Linked DNA regions of Mus musculus: region 2 is linked to region 1. The links are chromatin contacts, called in public HiChIP or PLAC-seq maps. All regions are on one chromosome and are shown on one strand. The core of a region is the stretch at or near the end of the contact, and the rest is flanking DNA. Distances in the headings are between cores, read along the strand shown. Region 1 has its middle 32 kb from the start of Fam102a. Region 2 holds the start of Ptrh1 (peptidyl-tRNA hydrolase 1 homolog).

Evidence for each region. HiChIP or PLAC-seq counts read pairs in DNA pulled down with a chosen protein or histone mark.
Region 2: an HNF4G HiChIP or PLAC-seq map of pancreatic cancer cells shows a contact between it and region 1. The contact joins the promoter of Ptrh1 here to the enhancer-like site in region 1. A contact is called at or near these places in 1 of 39 promoter capture datasets (neural stem cells), 2 of 115 datasets of contacts at active chromatin or transcription factors (double positive thymocytes and pancreatic cancer cells) and 2 of 9 other capture datasets (liver and pancreatic islet).

The regions. Positions count from the first base shown.
Region 1 is chr2:32,501,699-32,505,484 of GRCm38.p6, reverse strand. No RefSeq gene overlaps it. Among named protein-coding and RNA genes, the nearest start is that of Fam102a, 32 kb to the left of the region's middle. Within about 2 kb of position 1,709, at least 69 of the 459 cell types and tissues checked have an H3K27ac peak or open chromatin away from gene starts, as enhancers often do. A contact at or near this core is called in pancreatic cancer cells, where this site is marked.
Region 2 is chr2:32,773,880-32,777,665 of GRCm38.p6, reverse strand. Ptrh1 (peptidyl-tRNA hydrolase 1 homolog) reads right to left here and starts at 1,845. Exons shown (of 5, transcript NM_178595.3): 1 at 1,771-1,845; 2 at 1,143-1,362; 3 at 860-959; 4 at 638-683; 5 at 73-544. The coding sequence starts at 1,836. The coding sequence ends at 362. It overlaps Ttc16 (tetratricopeptide repeat domain 16), which reads left to right and starts at 2,033. Exons shown (of 15, transcript NM_177384.3): 1 at 2,033-2,335; 2 at 2,571-2,618; 3 at 3,109-3,275; 4 at 3,594-3,684. The coding sequence starts at 2,318. It overlaps Cfap157 (cilia and flagella associated protein 157), which reads left to right. Exons shown (of 9, transcript NM_025619.1): 9 at 97-253. The coding sequence ends at 168.

The DNA of each region.
Region 1 (3,786 bases), core at 460-2,959:
ATGCACCACCACCACCACCTGGCCAGTAATGCACATTTTAATAAAAACTTTTATTTTAAAAAAAAGAAAGAAAGAAACTATGGGGGGGGGGTTGGGGATTTAGCTCAGTGGTAGAGCGCTTGCCTAGCAAGCCCAAGGCCCTGGGTTCGGTCCTCAGCTCCAGAAAAAAAAAAAAAAAATCCAACTTTTCTGCGACTTCCCAGGACTAACTCTCGGTAAAAGAACCTAGTTAGTTTTCCTCAGATCTCCAGTCTAGGCACAGTAAACCCTATTTTATGCGTTCCACCATTCTGTAAGGTCCTTAAGTATCATTATCAATAAAACTAAAAAGCATGATGTAGTGGGGCATTCCTGTAAAACCTAGCACTTGGAGAGCAAAAGCCAAAGCCAGATTGGTCCTTCTAGAGAGTTCCTGTGATCAGCTGACTGGCCAGCTGATCCAGACAAAATACATCCAGAAGAAAGTTTGAAGAAAACTCCCAGACATCCTATACACACCTCATAGGAAAAAAAAAAAAAAGAAAAGAAAAGAAACTATGTGGGGCTGGAGAGATGGCTCAGCACTTAAGAGCACTGGCTGCTCTTCCAGAGGTCCTGAGTTCAATTCCCAGCAACCACATGGTAGCTCACAACCATCTGTAATGGAATCCAGTGCCCTCTTCTGGTATGTCTGAAGACAGCCACAATGTACTTACATATAATAAATAAATGAATCTTTAAAAACAAACAAACAAACCTGTGTATGAGGTTGGCAGCTCTCCTATGGCGGGACATAGGTCAATCCCCAGGAGACAGGAGAATCCCCCAAAGCTTGTGGAACAGCTAGCCTGTGTATGCAGTGGTGAACGGCAAGAAACCCTAACTCACACAAGGAGGAAGGCAAGGACCAACACCTACCATTGTCCTCTGACCTCCTATGAACCATGGTATATGTGCATGCACAGAATTAAGATAAAAAAAAAAACAAGGGCTGGTGAGATGGTTCAGTGGGTAAGAGCACCCGACTGCTCCTCCGAAGGTCCGGAGTTCAAATCCCAGCAACCACATGGTGGCTCACAACCATCCGTAACAAGATCTGACTCCCTCTTCTGGAGTGTCTGAAGACAGCTACAGTGTACTTACATATAATAAATAAATAAATCTTTAAAAAAAAAAAAAAAAAAAAAAAAAAAACAAGATCTAACGCCCTCTTCTGGAGTATCTGAAGACAGCTACAGTGTACTTACATATAATAAATAAATAAATCTTTAAAAAGAAAGAAAGAAAGAAAGAAAGAAAGAAAGCAAGCAAGCTACCTGTCGCTGGGCGTGGTGGCACAAAAAAAAAAAAAGATAAAAAAACAAAAGGAAGGGACTGCCCCATGTCCAAGGAACCAGGAGCCACCTGAAGGGGCTCTCAAATCCAAAAACAAAACCATTGGAGCATCAGAAGAAATAGCTATGGATTAAGATTTTCAGGGTAAAATTCAGAGCTGGGAAAGCTTGCAGGTACAGAGCTGCCCATCTTGAGAGGCCCTGGTTTCCAGCCCCAGCTCAGGGAAACAACAGAGTCTAAATGAAATAAGAATGTGTGCTGCATCCACACCGCAGAAGTCAATGGCTGAGAAAACAAGCAGACTGGAAGAAAGGGCCTTCTGTCTTCTGAGGAGAATTCAAATAATTTATGGTTCTTTCTGCAGGAAGTAGCTCAAGCCACTGCCCCTTGAATGGGCGTTTGACTCAGTGACTCACTTCTAAAGTGTGAGGAGCTGACTGGACCGAATGAAGTTCAGAGGGAGAGAGCCCAAGTTTGCTCCCCAGAGCTAAAAAAACATCAAAATTTCTAAGCTGGGCATGGTGGGCCAAAGAATCCAGCACCAGGAAGACCCAGGCAGGAGGAAGGCCAGCTTGGGCTACATAGTGAGGCCCTGCCCCACTTCCCACACCATGAAACAAGAAGTAGAGACTCAGAGAGAGAAGAAAGGGAAGGAGGGAAGGAAAGGGGGAAGGCGGAGGAGGGAGAGGACTCTATTGTGTGAGGAGAAACAGCCAGCAACACACCTTAAACAGCCCTGGTTTATTCTGCGTGCCATGTGGTGATCCTGTGCCTTTGATCGAATGGAATGAGAAAGCTTCCAAGGCAATCAGGAGAAAAATATATAAGATAGATAAACAGACAGGCCGACAGACAGACAGACGGACAGATATCTACAAAACACCTGGCTGGCAAGCCTCGAAACTCAAGTCTGAAAACCTGTGGCTAGAAGGAGTCGAGAAGCAGCAACACAGTCACTTCACGCACTCGGATCCCGGGGCAGGGCCTGAGCGTACCAGTGGGTGAAGTCTGCATCAAGGCTGGGCTTGGCCAGCAGTCATAACCAAAACCAGTGTTTCTGGACAAACAGACCACAGTTGATTAAGGAGATTGACACGAGGAACACTAGACAGAAAACCGCGCAAACTCTGTAACCAGCCAAACAATACTTCTGTAAACCTAATGCTATTGCAAACTAGTAAGTTTGTTAAGAGCCGAGGGCAGCGAAGTGGTCCAATAATAAAGCCTATGCTTGACCTGGGTGACTCACACTCTGGGTTCTATGCCAGGCACACCCCCAAAAAGAAAAAGAAAAAACGGCCGGTGTGGTGACACACAGCTTAAATCCCAACACTGCGGCGACAGAGGCAAGTGGATTTCTTTAAGTTTAAGGCCAGCTTAGGCTACATATCAAGTTCTAGGCCAGCCAGGGCTATGTAGTGAGTTCCTGACTCAAAAAGGAAGAGAAAAAAGATGAATAAAGAGAGAGAGGTAAAGAGGGAGGGAGCCAAATTTGGAGGCAGGAGGATTGCTTTGACTTGGAAATCAGCCTGGACTACTGTAGTAAGTTTGAGGCCTACCTGCACGACAGAATAAGACCTTATCTCAAAACCAAAAAGAGAAAAATACCGCAAACCAAAACAAAGTGTGCTGAGGATTTTGAAATTAGATTACTGAGATGAGACCCCTGAGGGTGAAGGCCATAAATAGGAATAAATCAATTCTATGGCTCACACCTTCAAGCCCAGCACTTGTAAAGCAGGGGCAGGCAATGGAGTTCAAAGCCAGGCTTAGCTACACAGCAAGTTTGAGGCCAGCCCAGACCGCATGAGACCCAGTTACAAAACCAAGCAGACCGGCTGATCTCCTGTGTGCTGTTGCCAACAAAGCTGTCCACCATACGTTGTAAATGAATATGTGAACAAATGAATGAGTGAATGAATGATGTGGAGGCAGAATTGAAAGCACTGGTGTTGGAGTCCAACACGACACCCTCTTCCCAGCCTTTCCTCTTGGCAGTCATGTGACCCCAGGTGAACTGTACAGTGTCCCGAGGCTTCATTCTGTTTAGTTCCCCCTCCCCCCCACCCCCACTGGGACTTCCTGAGAAATGCAGGCTCACAGACACCCACTAGTGTGCTGGAGGAGACAGCCTCCTTCACAGCCATAGTCCTGCAGTGCCTGCTTGGAGTTTCAGGCAGGTGCCTGGGGTGGTTCACAAAGCCTGTGGGAGGTTCCTTGATCCAGAGTCTCCGAAGCAGCCACACCCCAGGCCATGTCCCTGACCCTGGGTGGGGAATGACAGAGTGGTCAGAAGGCTGTGTTCCTGGCTGTACCAGACAGGCTAGGCCTCCCTCTGAGGAGAGTTAATGGGCTTCTAGAATGTTCGGCCTCAGCACTTTCTTCTTCTGGGTGGCTCAGGAGTGTGCTCTGAGGGCCATCAGCAGGGACTGTACCCTGAGGTGGCTGTGACCATCTACTGATAGTAGTGAA
Region 2 (3,786 bases), core at 596-3,095, 270 kb before region 1:
TAGGAATAGGGTTTGCCAGACCCTCTTGTCCCTACCCACTGGTGCCTAACCCCACAGGAAGCTTCCAATTTCAAGTTCGTATCTTTAATCTTGCAGATCTACCCATCTGGAGCTCTCAAAAGGTTCAGAAAGTTTACCCTTCCTAGACCTTTCCTACACCGCAAATAGCGAACGGGGAGACCAAGCTGCTGCAGAAACAGACTGATGTGGCCACAGTCCCTCCTTGAATCTGCAAGTAGCCTGGGGAAACCCAGGGAAGTTATATAAACATTGGGTACCACTGTGTCATTGCAGTTCTGTGGCCCTGTCTTGGCTTCATGGCACCGGCAGGCAGTCAAACAGGTAGATATATCCACTGGTATTAGAGGCCTGACAATGGTCCCTGGCTTCGAGCACGGATGTGGTCCAGGAGCAGGTCAGTGGCCTGATCCATCAATGGGGACAGTAGCTCCTGCTCCTCCGGGGAGAAACAGCCCAGGACATGGTTCTCCACCATATTAGGGTGTGTGGGGCGCCCGATGCCCACCAGCAGCCTTGGCATTGCCTGTAGGGTCCCAGGGGAATGAGGATGCATTGGTGAGATACAATGTCAATGCTAGCCACCCCCACCCAGGGCAGGGCAGAAGGGTAGACTCACATTGGAGTTCAGACAGCTAATGCAGGAACGGACTCCATTATGGCCCCTTGAGGGGATATGAAGAGCAGTTAGTACTTTCTGAGGCAGTGCCCTTCCTCCATTCCCTTGCCCAGGCCTTCTTCAGAGCAGCCCAGCCTATCGAGATAGATAGTCTCAACAATCTTACTCCACTCCAACAGAGGCCAGCATCCCTACCCAAACCTACGCACATAAGAGCCTCACCTTGCGCTGCCCCCCAGCTTCAGAGCCAGCTTTCCCAACGGCTTGTCCAGTTCATCATGGACCAGATAGATCTCCTCCGCAGTCAGCCCAAACAGCTCCGCTTGGCACAGGGAAACAACACTCTAGTTACTGCATATCTGCTCAGAGGGGTCACAACAACCCCCATATGTAAACAGGCTTCCCCAAGCCTTCACTGTAGTAATTGGGGCTCACCAGGCACTTGTCACAATTGAACCCTCTCTCTGGTCCCTGTGCCCTCTTATCCATGAAACCTACAACTCACCAGCTCGGGCTACGCTGCGCCCGTTGACGTTCATGAGGCGCCGCGGCCGGAGCAGTACCAGCTGAGCATCCCCGAGCGGGGCCAGGGCGAGGTCAGCAGCACAGCGCGAGTCACGAGTCCAATTCTCCGCCACTCCCAGTCGCCTTGCTATTTGCCCCAGCACCGCCATGCCCACACTGTGCCGGGTGCCGGGCATTCCGTGGTTCCCCAGGCCAGCCACCTGTAGGCAACACTCACTCAGGACCCAAAACATTGACCAGGAAACAGAAGCGACAGTATTGGGAAGGAGCACTTAAGGGTCTGGGAACTCCTGGAGGCCCCACCAGCCAGAGGATGCCGCTCCCTGGTGCAAGAGCAAAACTAAAAGTTTGGAGCCAGTTAGTATTGCGCCTATTTGACTAAGTAGAAAAAGGGACAACTATCCCGAAAAGATGGTTCCGAAGGTAAGGTTGCTGCTAACCCTGACAACCTGGGTTCGATCCCCAGAACCCACATGGTGGAAAGAACCCTCTCCTAAGTTGCCCTCTGACAGCCACAGGGCACATGCATACAACGCATACACTTAAATGTAAGCGTAGCTGCGGAGCCAAGCCCCGCGTCCCTGTGTAGCCACCCACGCCCCACTCACCAGCCACCGCTTCCCGGGGAACCGAGCCTCGGAAACCTGCCGGCTCAAGGCCCAACTCCGCCGCATCCCTGGACTAAAAAGACCGGACTTCAACGTGCCGACTCCCATTCACAGCCAGGACCCCGCCCCTTGACGTCAGGCATCCCTAAGCCAATAGCATCACGACATGTCCAGCGACGCCCAATCCAGGCTGGGTTTGGCGTCCGCCATGTCTCTGCGGGGCGGAAGTGGGTGGATCGCGGGCCCGGGCGAGTGTCTGGGTGCATTCCTCCGCGACGCGTCACCCTGTATGGCTCAGCCTTTGCTCGGCCTTTGCTCGAGGGCTGGTACCTCGTTAAGTTTCTACCCTGGCCCGCGTCGGCGTGCACTGCCCATAGGTTCTTTCCTTGACTTAGGCCTTGGCTTGCCTTGCTGAGTTTCTAGTGACTCTCGGAGGCGGGGCCAAGTGGGCGGGGCCTATGGACATCGTGGACCTGGTGCCTAGCAACAACGGAGCTAGGGAACCTCAGAGTATGCTTAGCCCAGAAGTTAGCCTAGAAACCTGGCCATGACAGACAGAAGCAAGGTGAGGGCTGAGAAGGGGAAAGCTGAGGCAGAGGTCGGGGCCGCAAGAAGGGCTTGAGGAAGAGCCAGTCAAGCCCTTCAGGGGAACTGGGAGAGGTCAGAGGTCATCATTTGTAGTGTGGTAGGGGAGAAGGGTGACTGGCCTCCCAGTCCTAAGGGAGAGAGAGGGCAGAGAGATTTTTTGGGGGGGTTGTTGTTGTTTTAACGTTTTGGGGTTTTGTTTGTTTGTTTTATAGACTCAGAGAACTCCATCTGCCTCTAGCTCTAGAACGGGGTTATTAAAGGTATGCACTACCGTGCCCAGCCCAAGTGGAGAGATTTTGAGGAGTGAAACACAGAACTTGAGGACTGATGAGACATAGGTTCCCCGATTCTGGTGACTATGGGAAGGGTGATCACACAGAGGTGAGAAGCCCTGGGAAGAAGTCAGGTGAAGTGCTTGCTCAATGTGACCTGACGAGTGTGAGAATCCCAGGGCGGGAGTCACAAGGAACCTTGTGCAGCAGGGTCTGAAAACGATGAGCAGCTAGAGCACAAGGTGAGAGCAGACAAAGCCCAAGAGGAGAGCAGAGGGTGCAGTGGTTCCTTGACCTTGACCACAGGACAGGGAGAGAGGCAGGGCTAGAGAAATGTTGGAGCCCTGGGGGACTGTTGAACCCCAGACTAGGTGTGCCTTCTACCAGGAGGCCTCTTCACACCTCTTCCAGTAGGCAAAGCTCCTGGGGGAAGTGTTCCTGAGGCCTTCTGAGCTTACTGCCCCTGGCTTGGTTCCAGGAGCCTCACAGTGCCCGTTCCCAGAAAACTCCAAAGCTAAAGGTTCCTGAAGCCCCAGAGAAGATCCTGCGACGCATCTTTGGGACCAGTCATGTGTTCTATGTTATGACAGATCCTACAAAACGAAGGATGATAGGATCAACAGTGCCTGCCAAAGTCAGAGAGTAGTGAGTGACTTCTTTGTCTCCAACTCCAGGTTCCTACTCTACAAAACCATTATTAATACTGGGTTCAGCTGCAAGCTGGCTGCTATCCCTCTCTGGGTCTCAGTGAACAGCGAGGGTAGAGGGATAAGGGGCTGATGCCCTGGAAGAGCTCCAGGAAGGTCAGCCTGGCCTCTGTGGAGCTCTGATGGCTTTTGCAGCCTCTTTACCTCAGCCCTCCCTCCTGCATACCCCATTCTAGCCCTGAGAAGGTCCTGGGCTGGTCCCAGATCAATACCAGATCCACTGCCTGTCCTGTCCTGTCCTGTCCTGTCCTCACAGCTATAACCAAGGCCATCAGTGCCTCCTACAAGAGGACTGGGAGATGTCTGTGCTGTTCTTCTCCCGTGCCCTCCACCTGGACCCCAAACTGGTAAGAGGAGAGTCAGAGTGGTCCCCAGGGAGCAACTGGCTGGGCATAAGTCCCCCACCCCCTGTCACTGTCAAACCTGCTTAGCCCTTCCTCCCAGGACCA